Linked DNA regions of Sus scrofa: region 2 is linked to region 1. The links are chromatin contacts, called in public HiChIP or PLAC-seq maps. All regions are on one chromosome and are shown on one strand. The core of a region is the stretch at or near the end of the contact, and the rest is flanking DNA. Distances in the headings are between cores, read along the strand shown. Region 1 overlaps ARHGEF10 (rho guanine nucleotide exchange factor 10). Region 2 has its middle 21 kb from the start of KBTBD11.

Region 1 (3,511 bases), core at 448-2,947:
CTATGATACAGTGGGTTAAGGAGCTGTGGGTTTGATCCTCAGCCCAGCCAAACAGGTTAAAGGATCCAGTGTTGCCACAGCTGTGGCTCCAATTCAATCCTGGCCAAGGAACTTCCATACCCTGTGGGTGTGACCATAAAACTTTAAAAAGAAAAAAGAAAATGTGGTATATGTATATACAGTGGAATACTATTCAGCCATTAAAAAAGAATGAAATAATGCTATTTGTAGCAATGTGGATGGAACTAGAGATTATCATACTAGGTGAAATAAGCCAGAGAAAGACAAGTATCGCATGATATCACTTATATGTGGAATCTTAAAAAATTATACAAATGAACTTATTCACAAAATAGAAACAGACTTACAGACTTTGAAAGCAAACTTATGGTTACCAAAGGGGAGAAGTGGTTGGTAGGGGATGGACTGGGGGTTTGGGATTGGCACATGCACACTGAGCTCTATGGAATGGATGGTCAATGGGAACCCACTGCACAGCACAGAGAACGCTACTCAGTGTTCTGCAATGACCTATGTGGGAATGGATATGTATGTATAACTGAGTCACTTTGCTGTACAGCAGAAATTAACACTGCACTGTAAATCAACTATACTTCAATACAATACAATTAAAAACAAACAAAAAAAAGATTGATGAGTTCCCACTGTGGCCCAGCCGAAACAAATCCAACTAGGAACGATGAGGTTGAGGGTCGATCCCTGGCCTCGATTAGTAGGTTAAGGATCCAGCATTGCCGTGAGCTCTGGTGTAGGTCGCAGATGTGGCTCAGATCCCATGTTGCTGAGGCTGTGGTGTAGGCCAGCAGCTGTAGCTCCAATTCGACCCCTAGCCTGAGAATTCCCTATGCCACAGGTGAGGCCCTAAAAAGACAAAGGACAAAAAAAAAAAAGAAAGGAAAAAAAAGGTTTACACTTTGGCTGGGTGTGGAAACCTGGGCTGGAACACTTTCCTTCAGCACTTTTGAGAACATTATGCTGCTGTTCCTCCCTGGGTGGCCACGCTCTCTCCCCTGCTGCCAGATGTCACAACGGGGCTGTGCTCAGTCACGTGAACTGCGTGTGCCTCAGTGCAGACTCATCTGCACTCTGCTTTGAATTCATATTTCTACAATCTGATAACTTCCATCTTTAATTCTAGAAAATCCTCAGTGATTCTTTCCCCCATGTTGTCATATCATTTATTAGGTACATGCTGGCATTTCCAGCTTCCCTGTGTCTTACCTTCCTATTTTTTCACGTCTCTAACTCCTTCTGATACTTTAGGGTAATTGAAAAAATTACCCCCCTCGAGAGTTGTAATATAAACACATGCACGCGTGTGCACATGGGGACACCATAAACTACAGATCGTGACGAGCCCCACATGGGCTGTGGCCCTGGCAGGTAAGCTGCACGCTTATACCCAGAGGGAAAAACTGCAGACTCAACTCATAAAACTCGATTCCAGCCCCAAATCAAACCTGGCTCGGAGTCTGAATTTTCTCTTGGCACATCATCATAAATGGCTTCTTCCGGATCTGGAATAAAAGGAAGGGAAACTTTAAAACCTGACCAAGACCAGGGCACGTGGGGGCGGGGTGGGGGAGGAGTTGGCATTTCCTGGGGCTACAACTTGCTGCAGCTCCTGGAGAAGTTAGTCAGTCATGAGGCGGTGCTTGACCAAAGCCCTAGCCTTAGGGGGTAGGAGGACCACACCCTAATCTGAGCTGCTGTGAAACATCCCCAGTGGGAGTTTTATGGTTTCCAGGCCTGCTTATTCCATTACTTCACGTTCAATTACACAACTGTACAAGAGCTTTAAAAACATTTTTAAGTTTATGAAGTTAATGTGTTCTGATAGAAAATACAAAAGTAGTGTTCAGCCTCCGAAACAGAGGGACAGAGAGTTCCTGTGGTGGCTCAGCAGGTTAAGAACCCGACTAGTATCCAGAAGGATGTGCGCTCGATCCCTGACCTCACTCAGTGGGTTAAGGACCCGGCGTTGCCATGAGTTGTGGGTAGGTCACAGGTGTGGCTCAGATCCCATGTTGCTGTGGCTGCGGTGTAGGCCAGCAGCCGTAGCTCCAATTCAACCCCTAGCCTGGGAACTTCCATATGCCTCAGGTGCAGCCCTAAAAAGAAAAAGAAAAAAAAAAAAGCAGAAGGGACCCTCCATGGGCAGATGCTCCCTCTGTTAGGCGATCCTGCAGTAGAGCAATGGGGTTTTTCATTTACATTTTGTAAGAGCTCCGGGCTTAACAGGGAAACCAACCAAACCCGTGTCCTCCACCCTGGAAACCATAAAGGTAACTGGTCACTAAGCAACGGGAGACAAATGAGGTACATAAATACAGCTTCACTTGTCCTCTGATGTCGACCCACAGTCGTTGTCCCCATGTCCTCAGGGTCAATAGTCCTGTTCTTGTGCTATTGTCAAGCTCCCACATCATGCTTGTTGTCCTCTAATAATATTTATTAACTGTGACCACGGTATTTCCACTCCTATTAGGTAATGCGAGGGGCTGCTAGTGTACAGAGCTTACTTTCAAATATATATACATATGTTATTCTAATAATAAAAACAAGTTACGGGAGAAAGTCAGACAAATTCTATTTTGGAAATAAAATGGCGTGAGAATAACTAGATGATGGTTTAATCCTATAATGATCCAGCGTTAATAGCCCCCTAGCAGAATCATGTACTTAAACTAAATTGTTTTGACAATGTCATCATTAAAACCGAAATGAAACATTATAGGAGAGAATTTAATAATTAGGAGATAGTTAAGATGGTTCTACTTTGTAAGTCAATCATACAAAAAAACCATTACAAAGAAATTAGTGAGCCAGTGGATACTAAAAGGGATAATTAGAAAAGCAATCTTTACTTTAAAAAAAAATGTAAAAACAAATCTAGCTAAAATTGGTCCTGCTTTCTAAACTACACGCAGAACAGATCTGGTGTGCCATCTGGTCAGTAGGCTGCCTAACCACCCACCACCCCTTCAAAATGGTACCATGGGAATTCCCTGGGGACCTGGAGGTTAAGGATCCTCCAGCGTGTCACTGCTGTGCCGTGGGTTCCATCCCTGGCCTGGGAACTTGCACATGCTCCCAGATTCAGCCAAAGAAAATGGTGCCAAGAAAAAACATCTCATTGGGGATCCCAAGAGAGAATGGCTTGTTAATGCCACTGTCCCCAAATCTCTGTTGGGGCAAAAATCAAAATCTAGACTAGAAAGAAGGGATCAGAAAGAGGAGTGTGCAGGATGCAGAGAGCAGAGGTGATCTGACGGGGCATGATGGCCCCCAGGGCCTGGGCAGGCCTCGGGCATCAGCGCTGGTGTGGGCTCCAGGTAAGTAGATGCCCTTTACATGTCTTAGATCTGATACGGGATGGGGGGCAGCAGCAGAGCCTGACCAGGTGCCCAGCGGCCACAGTACTCACTCTCCATCCAGGCGGTATTGGCCGGATCTGCAGCCCACCGGGCCAGTGCGCTGTCCTCCTTCA
Region 2 (3,555 bases), core at 583-3,082, 110 kb before region 1:
GGAGGACATGTGTGTGTCTGCGTGTGTCGGCCCATGTGTGTGTATCTGTGTGTCTGTATGTGTGTGTCTGAGTATCTGTGTCTGTGTGTGAGTATGTCTGTGTTTCTGTGTTTGTGTCTCTGTGTGAGTCTGTGTCTGTGTGTATCTGTATTTATGTGTCTGTGTGTGTCTATGTATGCCTGTCTGTGTGTCTGTATTTGTGTGTCTGTAGGGGGGGATAACTGCTCACCCCCACTTTGTGTGATAAGCTCTGATGTTGGTTATTCTGCTCTATTTCAATCCATAGGTGCAGCTGCATCCCAGCAGATTGATTTCCTGATGCATGAGTCACACCTGAGGTCTGGAAACACTGATGGGTAAGGCAGCTGATTCCTGCTGGCGTTTCTGGGGCTTAGAAAGTGCCTGGCCATGTGGGGCGGGACCAAGTACTGGCTACCCAGAATGAGAAAAACAAAAACAAGCAGCAGTTGGAGGTGGGCAGGGGCATCCTGGCAGCTCCCCCCTCCCCCACGACCCCGCAGTTTCTGGAATCTCAAATCTCATCTGACGCAGTCCACATCCAGTCCGCTGAGGACTGGGGGCTCTCTGCTTCCTGCCAAGGGGCAGCCGAGGGCTGAGTCCCACTGTGTCCCCCACCTGTGCTGAGCCCTGGTTCATGGGAAACAAAGCAGAGGGATGGGGGTGGAGGAGGCAGTCAGGGGCCTCTGGTCTTTGATGCTTGTCCCTCAGGATGTCGAAGTCACTGATGAGTTTGCTTTTCTCCCGCAAGATGGTTCTAACCACCCCCCCTTCCCCGCTTGGTCCCTGCTCCTGAGGGGGCAGAAGATCACCCACCCTGCACTCAAGGGTCTCAGGGCTCTGTTGCGGTCACAGCCCTCCGCCCACAGGTGCTGAGCACCTGTCTTGCTCACTCACAGCATTGTCCTCCCTGCCTCAGCTTCATGGGGACACATCGTGGGGATGGGTGGACAGCCCAATGGCCTTGGCACAGGCACCCTCACTGCATCCCGCTCCTCCATCCACTAGTGCCCAAGGCTGAGGACCTTCTGAAGGCCCATCGCGCGTCAAAGGCAAGACCCAAGGGGCCCTCTGGAAGCACTGGCCCCCATGACCTTGTCTCCCCTCCCGTCACCTCCCATGCTCCCCACAACCACGCCAAGCCCACAGCCAGCCCTGCTCAGCCACCTGCCCATCCCTCGCTTGTCTGGCTTGCCACCAACAGCAGTCCCCCAGCTACGGCGTCCCGGGGTCTGTCCTGCACTGGGCTTGGGACTGCCTTCTCCAGGAAGCCCTCCCTGACCCTCAGGACCCCAGTCATACCAGCGGCGGGGGCACAGCTGTGCTAGGCCTGCTCATGCTCATGGCACAGCAGGAACTCAAGAACTGCTGAAATAACTGCTCCTACTTCCGCTTTGATAGGATCCTTCCCTTCCTAGAATCCGAATAGCCATTTGAGTTTAATGCATTTGAACGGGGCCAAAGAAAGTATCAGAAACGATTAGTGACTGGACGGGGCGGGGGTGGGGACCAGAGCCAAGGCTTAGAGAAGGACCTTGCTGACACGCTCACAAACTCCCTGGACTGCGACTTTGTGGCAAAGGGACACAGAGATCGACATCAAAGAAAACCCTTTAACCACTAAGGAGAGCTGTGAGGAATTAACAGCTTCCTCTTGCTTTTCTCTACTGTGGTCCCTGCTCTGGGAGCAGTTGTCGCATTTGCTCCTGGATGCCATCCCGCTGGAACCGAGGAAACACGAGGAATTCAGACCAGAGCCCACAGTAAGAAAGAGCCTTTGTCTGTCCTTTGTTCCCACAGCCGCTTTCACACACACAAAGGCGGCCGTGGACACTGCTCTGCTGTGTCCCTGCCCTGGGTGTTTACAGACAGGGTCTGTGACCAGCAAGAGGGGATGGGACGCGCCATGTGTGCAGAACAGTGCCTGGCAGATCAGGGCGTCGGCTGTAAAGTCCTTCCAAGGAGGAGGACACTGAGGATGAATGGCAGAAAAGTGCAGAAGAAATGGAATGGGAACTGCCGGTGAGGTCTGCACACGAGACATGCTGCGGTCCTGTCCCCGCCCCAAGCCAGCTGCCCTGAAGGTGCTGATTTTGCCCCGAAGGTGCCCTGCCTTGGAGGAGATTCCAGGACTCTGCGCCCTGACAGAAACTGAGATTTACTGCCATCCCTACGTCTGGTTACCATGGCCTTGGGCTCCGCCAGCCACAGCTCACAAAGGCTGCCGTCCTGGGCCTTTCAGACCCAAATTGAAGCTGCTTTTAGAGCAGCAGACGTGACCACATCCTCCTGTAAGTTCCCTCTAGCATCCCAAAGTTTCATTTGCAGAGTAAACACGCTCTAAATGGCCACAGCTGTTGTGCAGCTTTGCGCTGGCCACGGAGGCCTCGGTCTTGACCTCCCACATCCCAGGAACGCCGGCTGAAGGAAAACAGCCTTCGTGACCCACAGACCCGATATCAAGTTACTCCTACATTATCCAGAGGGGCCCGTGGTCTAAAACCCAGGAGGAAACAGGGCAGCCTGGCTTGGCGTGTGCAGTACATTTCAATGATGACACAATGCTGAAACCGCGGCAAAGGATGTGATGTATATTTTTCAGATATTAATTTTTTTTCTTAGATCATATGTGCAAGCCCAATTATACCATCACTGCTCAAATTTTAGAGCATTTCCAAATTATGCCATGGAAGTAGAAGATGTTATCGGAATGCATAAGAAAGGTTAATATCGAATTTGCAGAAAAGGCGTGGGGTTGGACTTGAATCTCACTGGTCTCTGAGCATTGCCCCCAACAGGGCTGCCTGTTCTGCCCAAGGACCCCACAGCTCCATCCAGACTTCAACACCAGGACTGTCCGCCAAACTCCAACAGGGCCACCAGCCCCTTGAAGCTGTGTCCCAGGAGGACAGACCCCAAAGAGGCCCCAGGCTGCCGGGAGAGCCCACTGTCTGTGCCAGTTGCAGCCCTGACCCTCCCAAGAGCATTTACTAACTAGAGCTGATGAGAGTGAGCTCCTCCTCTGTGTGGGGACAGCTGTGGACCTGCCACAGCCCAGGAGCATCTGTCAAGGGCCCTAGAGTCATGCCTTCCAGACAGAATCTTCAGGAAGGACAGGGCCGGGGTCCCAGGCCCTGGGGAGGGCAGAGTCCTGACTCTGGAAACTGCCACCTGCAGACACACAGCAGGCCTTGGCACCGTCCCCGGGTCCCCTGTGTCCCGTCCTGCTCCTTCAGCCTCCCTGGAAGTTGCTGTCACCTCTGTGTGAATCCCGGGGGCCCTGGCCCTTCCCACTGTGGGTAGGAACTGAAGAGACATTGTCACCACTTTAACTGAGATCCCTTGTCTGTCCTCGAGGGGTTTCAAGGTCAGGAGGACTGGCTCAAACCCAAGCCTTGGTCTGGGGGGGAGGGAGGATGGCCACCAGGATGTCGTCTTGAGCATCGGGTGTTGGGGGCAGTGAGCCTGGACCCTGTAAGGATGGGGGCCGGGACATGAGAGCTGTGGGCACAGGCACGTGACAGTGGGGCCAGAGCA

What was found. HiChIP or PLAC-seq counts read pairs in DNA pulled down with a chosen protein or histone mark.
Region 2: a contact with region 1 is called in an H3K27ac HiChIP or PLAC-seq map of alveolar macrophages. The contact joins two enhancer-like sites. A contact is called at or near these places in 2 of 5 promoter capture datasets (fetal skeletal muscle and liver), 27 of 47 Hi-C or Micro-C datasets (alveolar macrophages, blood, brain and 13 more) and 2 of 2 datasets of contacts at active chromatin or transcription factors (alveolar macrophages and skeletal muscle).

The regions. Positions count from the first base shown.
Region 1 is chr15:33,399,002-33,402,512 of Sscrofa11.1, reverse strand. It overlaps ARHGEF10 (rho guanine nucleotide exchange factor 10), which reads right to left. Exons shown (of 30, transcript XM_021076496.1): 6 at 3,449-3,511; 7 at 1,482-1,538. Among named protein-coding and RNA genes, the nearest start is that of ARHGEF10, 31 kb to the right of the region's middle. Within about 2 kb of position 1,697, at least 6 of the 83 cell types and tissues checked have an H3K27ac peak or open chromatin away from gene starts, as enhancers often do. A contact at or near this core is called in alveolar macrophages, where this site is marked.
Region 2 is chr15:33,506,563-33,510,117 of Sscrofa11.1, reverse strand. No RefSeq gene overlaps it. Among named protein-coding and RNA genes, the nearest start is that of KBTBD11, 21 kb to the right of the region's middle. Within about 2 kb of position 1,832, at least 21 of the 83 cell types and tissues checked have an H3K27ac peak or open chromatin away from gene starts, as enhancers often do. A contact at or near this core is called in alveolar macrophages, where this site is marked.